Linked DNA regions of Mus musculus: region 2 is linked to region 1. Evidence: chromatin contacts called from public HiChIP or PLAC-seq data. All regions are on one chromosome and are shown on one strand. The core of a region is the stretch at or near the end of the contact, and the rest is flanking DNA. Distances in the headings are between cores, read along the strand shown. Region 1 has its middle 15 kb from the start of Gm38464. Region 2 overlaps Gm32845 (a long non-coding RNA gene).

What was found. HiChIP or PLAC-seq counts read pairs in DNA pulled down with a chosen protein or histone mark.
Region 2: a contact with region 1 is called in an HNF4G HiChIP or PLAC-seq map of pancreatic cancer cells. The contact joins two enhancer-like sites. A contact is called at or near these places in 14 of 39 promoter capture datasets (the 3T3-L1 cell line, the C10 cell line, the HPC-7 cell line and 9 more), 11 of 484 Hi-C or Micro-C datasets (the AML12 cell line, adipose-derived mesenchymal stem cells, bone marrow-derived macrophages and 7 more), 19 of 115 datasets of contacts at active chromatin or transcription factors (the HPC-7 cell line, VIP interneurons, bone marrow-derived macrophages and 14 more) and 2 of 9 other capture datasets (bone marrow-derived macrophages and embryonic stem cells).

The regions. Positions count from the first base shown.
Region 1 is chr2:167,706,789-167,712,756 of GRCm38.p6, reverse strand. No RefSeq gene overlaps it. Among named protein-coding and RNA genes, the nearest start is that of Gm38464, 15 kb to the left of the region's middle. Within about 2 kb of position 4,161, at least 32 of the 459 cell types and tissues checked have an H3K27ac peak or open chromatin away from gene starts, as enhancers often do. A contact at or near this core is called in pancreatic cancer cells, where this site is marked.
Region 2 is chr2:167,864,905-167,870,770 of GRCm38.p6, reverse strand. It overlaps Gm32845 (a long non-coding RNA gene), which reads right to left. Exons shown (of 8, transcript XR_375289.3): 8 at 2,790-3,886. All of the region lies in intron 1 of Gm33033 (a long non-coding RNA gene), which reads left to right. Among named protein-coding and RNA genes, the nearest start is that of Gm32928, 5.3 kb to the left of the region's middle. Within about 2 kb of position 3,805, at least 68 of the 459 cell types and tissues checked have an H3K27ac peak or open chromatin away from gene starts, as enhancers often do. A contact at or near this core is called in pancreatic cancer cells, where this site is marked.

The DNA of each region.
Region 1 (5,968 bases), core at 2,912-5,411:
ATATAATAAATAAATAAATCTAAAAAAAAATAAAATAAAATAAATAAATAAATGAGTTCCAACTCTGTACACCACAGGAGCGCCTCAAACTCAGTGGCCGAAAGGTTCTAGGCAGAGACGAGACGTTCAAATGAACTGGCAGTAGGCAAATGTGACCCTGACATGGCCAGTAGAGACATCACACTCTTATCTTCCCACTGCTCCAGGGAAGCCAGGCTGAAGCCTTATTTTCAGCGTGGGCCATGCATGTAAATCCACAGCATAAGCCCCACACCCCAGACCCAACACATCTCCGGGCTGGCCTGGCCCAGGGGCTGCCTGCTGCAGTCCTGAATGTCAGATAGAGTTGATTTCTAAGACCTTGGAGCCTGGGACAGCCTAGGATGGGGCGAGCAACATGGCCTCGCCCGGCCATGTGGGGGTAGCTATTATCCCAGCATTGGGAGGGCCTGCTGGGCAGGACTCCCTGGAGCTGGACCGTGGGCTGCTGAGCTTCGCTAGGCTCTTAATTATGAAGGATGATAATGATCTTGGTGGAGTGTGCGGATAGGTGGGGAATGACTTAGCTAACTGCGAGTCTGATTGTATCTATTGTAAGAAGCACACGTGGAATATCAGATTAGTGCTCTTTGTGTGCCCATTATTACACCGTATCATTAGTGCCCAGACTCACGAGCCACACGGCCCCCTTCCTTCTCCCTCTGACTTAGCTGACCACCAGCACAGCTCCTTATTGTTCTTGTGGTGTCCCTGCAGGCCTGTCACTGACCTCCTGGACAAGGTGTTCTCTGCTGGCCCTCTCAGGGAGAAGAGGCCAAAAATAAAGAAACAAAGCAAGCCAGGATAGGGAAAGGGAGAGAGGGGTTGGGTGGGGGCACAGGTGGCACAGACGCCATGACCAAGGCAACACTTTTTTTTGTTGGCTGTTTTGTTTTGTTTTGTTTTGTTTTTCGAGACAGGGTTTCTCTGTGTAGCCCTGGCTGTCCTGGAACTCAGTAGACCAGGCTGACCTCAAACTCAGAAATTCGCCTGCCTCTGCCTCGAAAGTGCTGGGATTAAAGGTGTGTGCCACCACGCACAGCCAAGGCAACAATTATAAGGACAGCATTTAATTGGGACCAAGCATATTCAAACCACCATAGGTGGGGCATGACAAAGAGACCTACAAAGTAGCCAGATGACCCTGAAGGAGGGTGACATCTGTCCTAGGTCCCATTCTCAAGCCATCTGTGCTGCAGTGTCTGGGCTGCCAGCAGCTCCTACCCCACCATGACTTCAGCCGGTGTCTGCGGAGTGCAGAATACTGCGCAAGGCTATGGGCTACCATGATCACGGCAGACCACAGTCCCTGGACTGAGAACCACCGGTGACATTCCCAGGAGGGACAGGGACATTAAACAGATAATACGGTGTATAAAAAATGGTGGCAATTAGCCGGGCATGGTGGTGCATGCCTTTAATCCCAGCACTTCAGAGGCAGAGGCAGGTGGCTCTCTGTGAGTTCGAGGCCAGCCTGGTCTACAGAGGGAGTTCCAGGACAGCCAGGGCTACACAGAGAGACCCTGTCTCGACACACACACCCCCAGTCCTCCTCCCAAAATATGGCATCGGAGAGACCTTGGTGGCTACTGCCCTGGAGTGGGTGGGAGAACAGTGGAGCTTGAATCCAGGGGGAGGGGCCAGGGAAGCCTGGTTGGCTTCAGGGTGACTTTAAAGACAACTCAGAACACGCAGGGTAAGGGCTGGATCCTGCCTGAACACCAGGCAAGCTGGAGCCACCATTACCCAAGGGTGACAGGTGGTGGAGGACCTGACATCCAGCCCATCACCTCCCACTCCCCAAAAGCCCCCTTCAGATCCATCTAGCCTCCTGGAGGGAGAAGGAGAAGCTGGCCCCACCCAAGCCTCCAGGCGGGAAAGGGGCAACGGACTGGCCACAGGATGGCACAATGCCTAATGATTTCCTTGCTTTATCAACAGTGGGGAGAGAGAAAGGGCTTTCGCAACCACCCCAGCGGGTGACCACAGCTAACAAGAGGCCTCAGGAACATCAGGACAGGTCACAAGTGTCTCTTTAAACGGTAGAGACTATGATTCTGAGCATCCATCCAGGATCGAGCTTTCATGGGAGACACCCAGCCTCAGCACCTCCAGTCTTCAGTTTGCCTTGAAGGCACATCAGGGAGAAGCAGGGAGGATCAGGGGTCAAGTTCATGCTCGGCTACCTAAAACCCTGTCTCAAAAACAAACAAATACTCATGGGCAAGCGGATGGATACTCAGCAAAAAGACAAATGCACAGGCAGCCCAGAGCTTGGCGGAGCAAGGACTTGGACCCAGACCACCCTGTCCCCAGCTTGCTCTCTTCCCAGGAGACCACAGATGTCTCTAAAGCCATTTCTGCCTCTATAACGTGGGAATGACAACAAAACTGGTGCCCCCTCCCCCTCCCAGGGCTGGCCCCACATCTGGGGAGCACACAGGCCCCAGTAGCTGTGGTTATTAAGTAGGGTGGCTCTTGTGGAACACAGAGCTGCAGTCTGTACCCTGGACACCCAGAGCTCCTCCCAGCAGTGGTGGAACACACACCCGATACTCTGCCCAGACAGGTCCCTCCCTCCCCAGCCTGCTATAACCTGAGCACCAGCCTCCTCCTTCTCTCCGAGGTCGTGGTCTGCACCCCCACCCCAACATTGCACAAGGATGAATACACGTCACAGATGTCATAGGACCCGTGGTCACTTCAGAGTGCAGTGTCTGAGGATAGTCCTGTGAAAGTGCCATTACTGGAGGTGCGGGGTTGGGGGACAGGTGACAGCATGGGATGCCTAGCTCACTAGGCCTTCTCACTAGGCCTTCTGCCTTGCTCCCCTCCAGGGCCCTTCTGTTCTCCATCCCTGGCACTCATTGGGGGTTTTTCGGTTTTTTTATTTTGTTTTTTTTTTCTTTTGCTTTGTTTTTAGTTTTGTTTTTTGGTGTTTTGTTTTGTTTTGTTTGTTTTGAGAACAGGGTTTCTCTGTGTAGCGCTGGCTGTCCTGGAACTAGCTCTATAGACCAGGCTAGCCTCAAACTTAACAAAGATCTGACTGCTTCTGCCTCACAAGTACTGGGATTAAGACATGGGACACTCCCTGGCTGCTTTCTTCAGTCTTAAGTGGGTATCTGAGCACCTTTCCCTGCCTTGGCCTTGACCGCATGTGGAAGAGATGGCAAGTGCTTCGGCAGCCATGGTGGCACCGTGAGGATCCAGGCTGGTGGTGGATGGGAGAACCAGTGACCTTGCTCCCAACCTCCAACTCATTCTGTTATGTCTTTATTCAGTCATTCAACAAACATTTATTGAGCATGTACTGTGCACCAAGCCTTGCAGTGTGCACTGGGAACACTCCAAGAAAGCAGTCAGCAGGATTCCTGCTTTGCATCCTGGGGTGTGGAACAATGTCAGCTAAGGAGTCTTTTGTGACAACGGTGGGTGGGGGATCCAGAGGCCTACAAGGACTAAACCAGGGAGCACCTAGAAAGTCTCCCCCTGGGGATGGGTCTGTTCAAGTTTACAGCAGCAGAGTCTAAGCCACGGGCTGTGCTGACAGAATGGGGCTCAGCTGCCACCAGGCTTCTGAGACCTCACGACCCAGGAGCTTGTCAGAGAGTGAACAGCTGGCCCTGACATCCTCCCTGCTCCCAGGTGACAGGGCTCCTGTCCTCAGAGGTCTTCTCTCACAGCCCCTAGAGGTGGGCCCAGGGGCCTAAGAAAGAGTCCGGTGGTCTGCTACTAGAGGGTCTCCCCATCAGCAAGGCAAGCTAGGGAAAGAGGAGGGAGAAAGCACGCCAAGTGGAGGAGGCAGCCTTGCAAACACCCTGAGGCTAGCAGGTGTCCCTGGAAGAACCCAGGCAGCCTCAGCTGGAGACAGGGGGCAAGTGTGGGGGGGAGGGGACAGGAAAGGTAGCCTGGGAAGGGGAGGGAGGAGGAGGAGGAGTCGCCCACTCGTGTCACGGCATCTACAGGTTGTAAGATTAATCTTTAAGGCAGTAGGAGCCACGGGAAGCTCTGGAGCACAGAAAGTTGTGATGCGGTTCTTGTTTCATCAGGCACACAGAGAATAGAAAGAGAGGGCTGGGAGCAAGGGAGTCGCTGGAGGCCAGAGGACTCATGGGTGATTCACTCAGAGCTGCACTAGTTGTGGCAGAGGTCGGGGTGGAGACGGGGTGAGCCGGGAACTCAGCATGGCTGGAGGCTCTGACTGCTGCGCGTGCGCCTGGGGAGCGGGCCCACTCCTCACGTCCCAGAGAGAGAAACTTTAGGACAGGCTCATGTAGCCCAGGCTGGCCTAGAACCTAGTGTGACCAAGGATGACCCTGAAGTCCCACCTCCGCCTGAGTACGGGGATTACAGGCGTGCACTACCACACCTGGTTTATGGAGCACTGAGGACCAAGCCCAGGGTTTGCCACATGCACGCTACCAAGTGAGCCACAGCCCCAGAAACTCTTGATACTTCACGGGATGTAAATGAAGGAGTCATGGTGGATCAGAAAGGGCTTAAGCCTCCTCACCCCTCACCCTCACCCTTCATCCCTCATCCCTCACCTTCATCCCTTACCCTCAGCCCTCATCTCTCACTCTCACCCTCCACCCTCTCCTTCAACTCTCACCTCCATTCCTCACCTTCATCCCTCACCCTCATCCCTCATCTTCATCTCTCACCCTCACCCCTCATCCCTCATCCCTCACCCTCACTCCTCACCTTCATCCCTCACCCTCACTCCTCACCCTCATCCCTCACCCTCATCCTTCATCTTCATCTCTCACCCTCACCCCTCACTCCTCATCCTCATCCCTCACCTTCATCCCTCATCCCTCACTCTCACTCCTCACCCTCATCCCTCACCCTCACTCCTCACCTTCATCTCTCACCCTCACCCCTCATCCCTCACCTTCATCCCTCACCCTCATCCCTCATCCCTCACCCTCACTCCTCACCTTCATCTCTCACCCTCACCCCACATCCCTCACCCCTCATCCCTCACCTTCATCCCTCACCCTCATCCCTCATCCCTCACCCTCACCCTCACCCCTCACCCTCACTCCTCACCCTCATCCCTCATCTTCATCTCTCACCCTCACCCCTCACTCCTCACCCTCATCCCTCACCTTCATCCCTCATCCCTCACTCTCACTCCTCACCCTCATCCCTCACCCTCACTCCTCACCTTCATCTCTCACCCTCACCCCTCATCCCTCACCTTCATCCCTCACCCTCACTCCTCACCCTCATCCCTCATCCCCACCTTCATCCCTCATCCTCACTCCTCACCCTCATCCCTCACCCTCACTCCTCACCCTCATCCCTCACCCTCACTCCTCACCCTCATCCTTCATCCCTCATCCTCACTCCTCACCCTCATCCCTCACCCCTCACTCCTAACCCCTCACCCCTAACCTCTCACTCCTGCTGCAGTGGGCCCTGGTCACTTTAACTCTCCAGCAATAGTCAGGCCTGGCAATAGACAACCCTAATCCCAGCTTCTCAGGAGGCTGAGGCAGGGGGGACAATCGAGCAGAAGCTGGGTCCCGTGAGACCCTGTCTTTAAAAGAGACTGAGAAAGTAAAGTAGGAGAGTAAAAGTAAAATTGGGGAAAAAAAGAGCCAACAGCCAGGCCTGATGGTATAGACCTGGGATCCCAGCCCAGGTGCAGGCAAAACCAAGAATTCAAGGTCATCCCTCGATATGTAGTGAGTTCAAGGTCAGCCTGGGCTAAACAAAACCAACAACACTCATAAGAGAGCAGAGGGCGCTGAGCTCGGGGAGGAGAGAGCCTGGACAGCCCGAGGAGTCTGAGGAGTGTGGGCCTCTCTGAGTCCTCGTGGGGACTTTGAGCTGAAGGATGCGCGGGCTGCACTCACAGGTGCAAAGGTCCTGTGGTGGGTCAGATTCAGAAGGTTCAGGAAATAGCAGGAGGTCAAGCCAG
Region 2 (5,866 bases), core at 2,556-5,055, 160 kb before region 1:
CAGTGACAACTGTTTCCCAGAGGTCAGCACATAGTAGGCGCTTGATGAATTTAACAATTTGTTTCCCTGAGAGGCTGGGGAAGCTTGCATGGCTAGGGTGAGGCCAAGAGGGTAAATTAAGAGCCAGATATTGTTGGGTGGATAGTGGGTTTGGTATATTTCAGTGTGCCTACTGGAGGTTACTCAGTAAATCACCGTTTCGTTTTTTTTTTTTTTTTGTTTTTTGTTTTGTTTTTTTTTGTTTTTTTGGGGTTTTTTTTTTGTTTGTTTGTTTTTTTGGTTTTTTTTGTTTTGTTTTTTGTTTGTTTGTTTGTTTGTTTTTGGCGGTATAACCTGGACTGGGGGATGAGCAGCATCATTCCCAAACCTCTGTGATGTGACTGTCACACTTGTAGCCTCTGTTCAGATTCGTGCATCGATTTTTCAAAGGTTAAACAAACAAAACCACACGCCTGTGCTCACATGTGTACACACACACACACACACACACACACACACACACACACACACATAATTTTAAAAGTGACACATGTGCAGAAAGTAGATGTCTTGTGCCTGTTGGGAACTGGGACACCCTTGTCGAACTGCTGTGGGTCCTGGACAGAAAGGTCGGGACACCCCAGGCTCTCACTCCTCCTATTCCCACCTGTCCCCACTGTCAGCCCCATCCACTCAGCTGCCTTTCCTGTCCAGTTTCTAAAGCCACCTATGGCTCTGACCCCAGGTGTCATGGAAGGCCACAGACAGTGCCTCTTGAGGTGGGAGCTCTTCAGTTCCCCGTCTCCTCCTAGCCAGAGCAGCCATTTCTCCTGCTCCTTTGTGGTTCCTGCTCAGACCTGGCTGTTCCCCAGACCCTCCATTCTCCAGCCCTCATTATCAGCTGACTTCTAGGATGTAGTGCCTCCCCCCCGTCCCTCACGGCCCTGGGGGCAACACCAGCAGCCACTGCCTCTCAGCCCCTGTGCGACTGTGGCAAGGTCTCGGTTGCACTTAAGAAGGGGCTAGGAACCAGAGTTGGAAGCAGAGCTGGGCTTCTCTGGGGAGTCAGGAGGACCTCAGGCTCCTTGGTGCTGCGCTGCCCCTGACTCCAGCTTCTGGGAGTAATAGAGCAGGAGGAAGCGGTCCCCGAGGAGGTGTTGGTCACAGACACTTGCATGGGACAGGCAGGGCCAGACAACTGGAAAGGCTGCATGGGGGAGGGGACAGTGTCCCCAGGGATCATCCCAGAGAGTTGGGATGGAGAGGTGTGTGCTGAGGTCTAGAGGCTGGAGAAGGGGTTGGGTGGACAGAGGGGTTGACACGTGTTGATCCTTTACACAGAGCCCACTAGAGCCTTGTGCCTGCCAGGCTCTGGGCAAAGGAGAAAGAGGTTATAGGGGTAGGGAATATTCATGTGAGTGACATGGCCTAGCCCAGCTCCTTGCTTCCGGGAGACTACCACTCTGCCTGCGTGGAAGGTGACCTCAGCATGGAGGGTGACCAACAGGATCACAGGACAGGGAAATTTGATTTTGGAGAGCCAGGCCCAGGCTGGTCCCAAGCTCACAACCCTTCTACCTCGGCCTCCAAGGCGTTGAGTTGATACACCTGGCTCCTTCATACCTGTCTTGTATGCAGTTCAAGGAATTATTCATTTTTGTGTGTGTTTGTGTGCATGTGCACACATGTGCGTGCATGTATATATGCACACATGCATGCAATGCTTATGCTGTGTGTGTACACGCATGCATGTGTATATGTACGTGTATGTGCATTTGTGTGTTGAATGTGTATCTCCACACAGCATTTACCTCGGTTCTTGGGGAGCCAGCTGTGTGCAGTTCCAGTCGGCAGAGATATGCTGATGCTTGTCAGTCTTTGGGCATCAACATCTGTTCCCTCTCTGCTTGGCAACTGTCCTACCCTCTAGCTGGGGCTCCATGGGACAGCAAGCTGCCTGTGAGCCCAGCACACAGTAGGTCCAAAATGAGTGAGGAGCGCCTGGGGTCAGACTGGCTTGCCCCCCTTCACCCCCTGCTGCATCCTCTCGAAACCCCTCTGGTACTGGCACGCGAGGTCCCTCGTCTCCCATCTCTTCTTCCCATCTCTCTCCATCTCTTCTCATACGTCAGCTGCAGCATAACCTCCTCAGGGAAGGCTTCCCTGAGTACCAAGGCACAGCTGGGTCCCAGCAAGGCGTCCTAATCAGCCCCTAGTCTTTCCTACTGCTTAGACATGTCATGGACTTTCCAACACGCCCATAGAAGCCGGGATTGCTCTAGGTTTTGTTCAGGGTTCGAAAGTAATAGCTCATCCCCCTACCCTAGCTCTTAGCCCAAGATCGTTCAGCAGCACGTTGGCTTCCTACTGATTTGTGCTATTCAATGCACACAGGGGAAGGACAGTGAGGGAATGCCCAGCCGGGGATGGGCAACAGGCACCCAGGGAGATGTCTGAACACACAGGGCCCTGGGTAGCAGATTGGAGGAGGAAACACAAAGCCCTGGGGAAGCTGTGAGTGGGGTCTGGAGCTCAGGAGACAGCTCATATAAGGGGGGTGGCTCTTGTCCTGTGGTCCCGGGACCCTTTTGAAAGGTGAATGATTCCTTCACAAGGGCCATCTAAGACCATCAAAAAAATACAGGTATTTGCTTTATGATTCATACCAGTAGCAAAATTACAGTTATGAAGTAGCAACAAGAATAATGTTATGGTGGGGGGTCACCACCACATGAGGAACTGTGTTAAAGGGTCGCGGCATTAGGAAGGTTGAGAACCGCTGATGTAGATTCTTGAGAACAGAGGGCAGGGCGGTGTAGAGGCTTCAACACAGGGCCCAGTGTCTCCCTGAAGTCTGGTGTTGTCCAACTTCTGAGTCCTGGGCATTTGGGGATGGGGTGGGGACAGCCACATCTATCTGACCTACAAAATCCTGGGTCTCAACCTGGGACTGAGGCTGTCACCAGAAAGTTAAGGATGGGGACACGAGGCTAATGGGGGAAGGCAGCCCTCGCAGGGCCATTCTAGAGCTGGCACTGCCCAGTGGCCACTGAATCCCACAGAGAGTTCCTGGTCCCCGTACACAACACAAAACAACCTCCAAGACATTCTCACCAGGCAGCAGGGACTGGATGGGACAGACCCAGGCTCCATCAAACCCCTAGGTATTACCGAACTTGGGGCTCACAACCTTTGCCTCAACTTAGGTTCAGCCACCGGTCTCAGCCAGTTTTAAAGTAGAAAATAGAAAAAGAGCCTTATTCAGTGTGGTCATATCGGGAAGAGGGACAGAGAGATGTAGTGAGCTCCTGCCCAGCTCATTAATGTGAGGAAGATGGCTGTTGAAGGCACAGATGCTCAGTCACTTCCTGTGTGTCTTGTGTGGCCCTCAGAGCAAAGAGACAGATGTGCTGGTGACTGACGGCCATGAGGTGCTGGCACAGGGCTGGTGGGTGGAGGGATAGAGCAGCCACGGCTGCGGGCATAACCATCCCTGGGTAAACAAACAATTTTCCCTCAAGAAGAGGACCCAGAGAGAAAGAGCACTTTAGTGTGGCCAGCATACCCTCTTGCATTTTTTAATCGACTCCCAGAACTCCCCAGCCAGGAAGCTTTTGTTACACTTTCTTGGGAATATGTGAGGCTGGGATGGAAGATTCTGGAAATTTGCCCCACTGACCCAGGAATCTTGGGGCTTGCCACATCCTGGGAACTTGGGCAGAAGAGGTGAAGGCATTTCTCTAGGAAGCAGTCTGCAGTGGTCAGCACTCCGTTATCAGCCGGCCCTCTCCACAGCTTGGCGTGGGTCCCGCATTCCAGGAGCAAAAGGCCTGTCTGGCTTCCAGCTGGAACCGCCTGGGGGCGGATGGTACTGTGCAATGCACCCACCACATGGAAACGGGCCTGGCTGGGGGACAGACAGAGTATGACATCCTGGAAGTGTGTCCTATACCACCTTGGGATGGGCGGATGTGGCTGTTTACTTCAGAGATGGGCAAGGTAGGCGGTCCCCAGATGGAAACGTGGCTGAGGGGACAGAGGGCAAGTAAAAGACTTCCTAGCATGGGTGGGGGGGTCACACTTCTCCTAGAGCCCAGCAGACTCCCTGCCTCCCTAGGGTCACAGACACTGCCAGACACAACCCTGTTGGCAGGCTGGGCCCGATCTTTCTCCGCTGTTCTGGGCACAGGAAGAGGCATATTTGTCCTGGTGTCCTTTCCTAAATAGGGCCGTCAGTGAACACTCCATCACTACCAAGTGTCCCCCAGGGAGGCAGTGTCATCCTGGATGGCCCATGACATTGGGCCCAGGGTGGATTTGCTTTAATATTTTGCAATGGTCAGATGTGGATGTGCCATTCCCCACCATGGTTGCTGGGAGACAGTCAAATTTCTGTATCTGGCACAAGCCCACAGCCAGGTTCTCTGATTCCTAGACAGGAGGCAAGGGATGGGGTGCAAGTTCATGCGTGGACACCAATACCCTTGATGTAAACTCACTTCCCAGGTGGAAGTCCTGGCCCTGGGGTGTCTGCTGGCTAGGGACTGACTCCCAGACAGTGCCTCAGTGGGTGTCTGTGAAATGGGAGGAGCCACTGCAGGTGTGTCCAGGCTGGACTCTCACACTAGATTCTAACACTACATTCTTATGATGCCTAAGGCAAAAATGAAGATTGGGGACAGTACTGCCTGGCCCTTAAGAGACATGGTCTTCTCAGAGTATGAATCCCAGAAGGGCTTCTTGTGGTCTCACTGGCTAGAGCCAGGTCGCAGGAGATGACTGGCAAGCTCTTCCCTTCATCAGACACACAGCTCCAGGCTCTGCCCAGAGCTCCCCAAGTCTGCCACTTGTCACTATCTAAGATGGACATCTAAGTGTGAAGCCCAGAGAAGACTGTTCGCTAGCCCTGGTGATGCAGCTGGTATGGAAGACCTGGACTCCAGGGCTGGTTCCTGAGGGATTTGCACGCAGCACCCCTAGATGAGTTGCTGAGCATAGACTTACACGCTCTAGTGTGTCTCTGTCTATGCAGGACCAGATCCCCAGAGAAAACAGGCTGAGTCAGTCACAAGCATTGTTTGGGCACATAGACAAAGAAGTCATTTCTTGTTAATCTGTAAGTCAAATCCAGCTGTATCCTGTCTCCTTCTTCTTCTCCTCCCCTGCTTGGCTCTCCCCTCCTTTCTAGTTCTCTCTCTCTCTCTCTCTCTCTCTCTCTCTCTCTCTCTCTCTTTCTCTCCTTACCTTTACTAGTGGCTGTACCTTGGGCCTTGTGACTGCTAGACAAGCCCTCTACAACCAAAGTGTCCCCCCTCCCAGGACCTAGCTTCCCAGCTTCATCCTGGCCAGAGTGTCCTCCCAGACCTCCTACCCCTGATGCTCCCACCCCATTATCTACCACATGAGGGTTCTTTTGTCCCCCCTTTTAAGATTGGGTCTCGTTAGTTGACCAGGCTAGCCTTTAACTTCTGATCCTCTCTCAGTCTCTGTAGCAGCTGGCTCTGTATCCTATAATGTCCTATAATGTTGACAGCTCCACAGGTGTTCAGACGCAGGACCTCTAGTGTGACATGAGGTTCAGCCCACTGGGTGACAATCAGCAAGGACTATGAGGAAAGAGGGAAAGGGAATTGTCTTGTTTTTCATGGATTATTCTGTGTGTGCATGTGTGTGTGTGTGTGTGTGTGTGTGTGTGTGTGTGTGTGTGTTCGCAGGGGCATGTGTGTGCACGTGTATGTGCATGTGGAGGTCAAAGGTCCACATGTGGGTGTGTTCCTCTATCTTTCTCCACCTTAGTTTTTGAGATAGCGACTCTCACTAAACCCACTTGGCTATGGGTTGGCCTGCCAGGGAGCTCTGGGGATTTGTCTGTGTCCAGTCAGGTTTC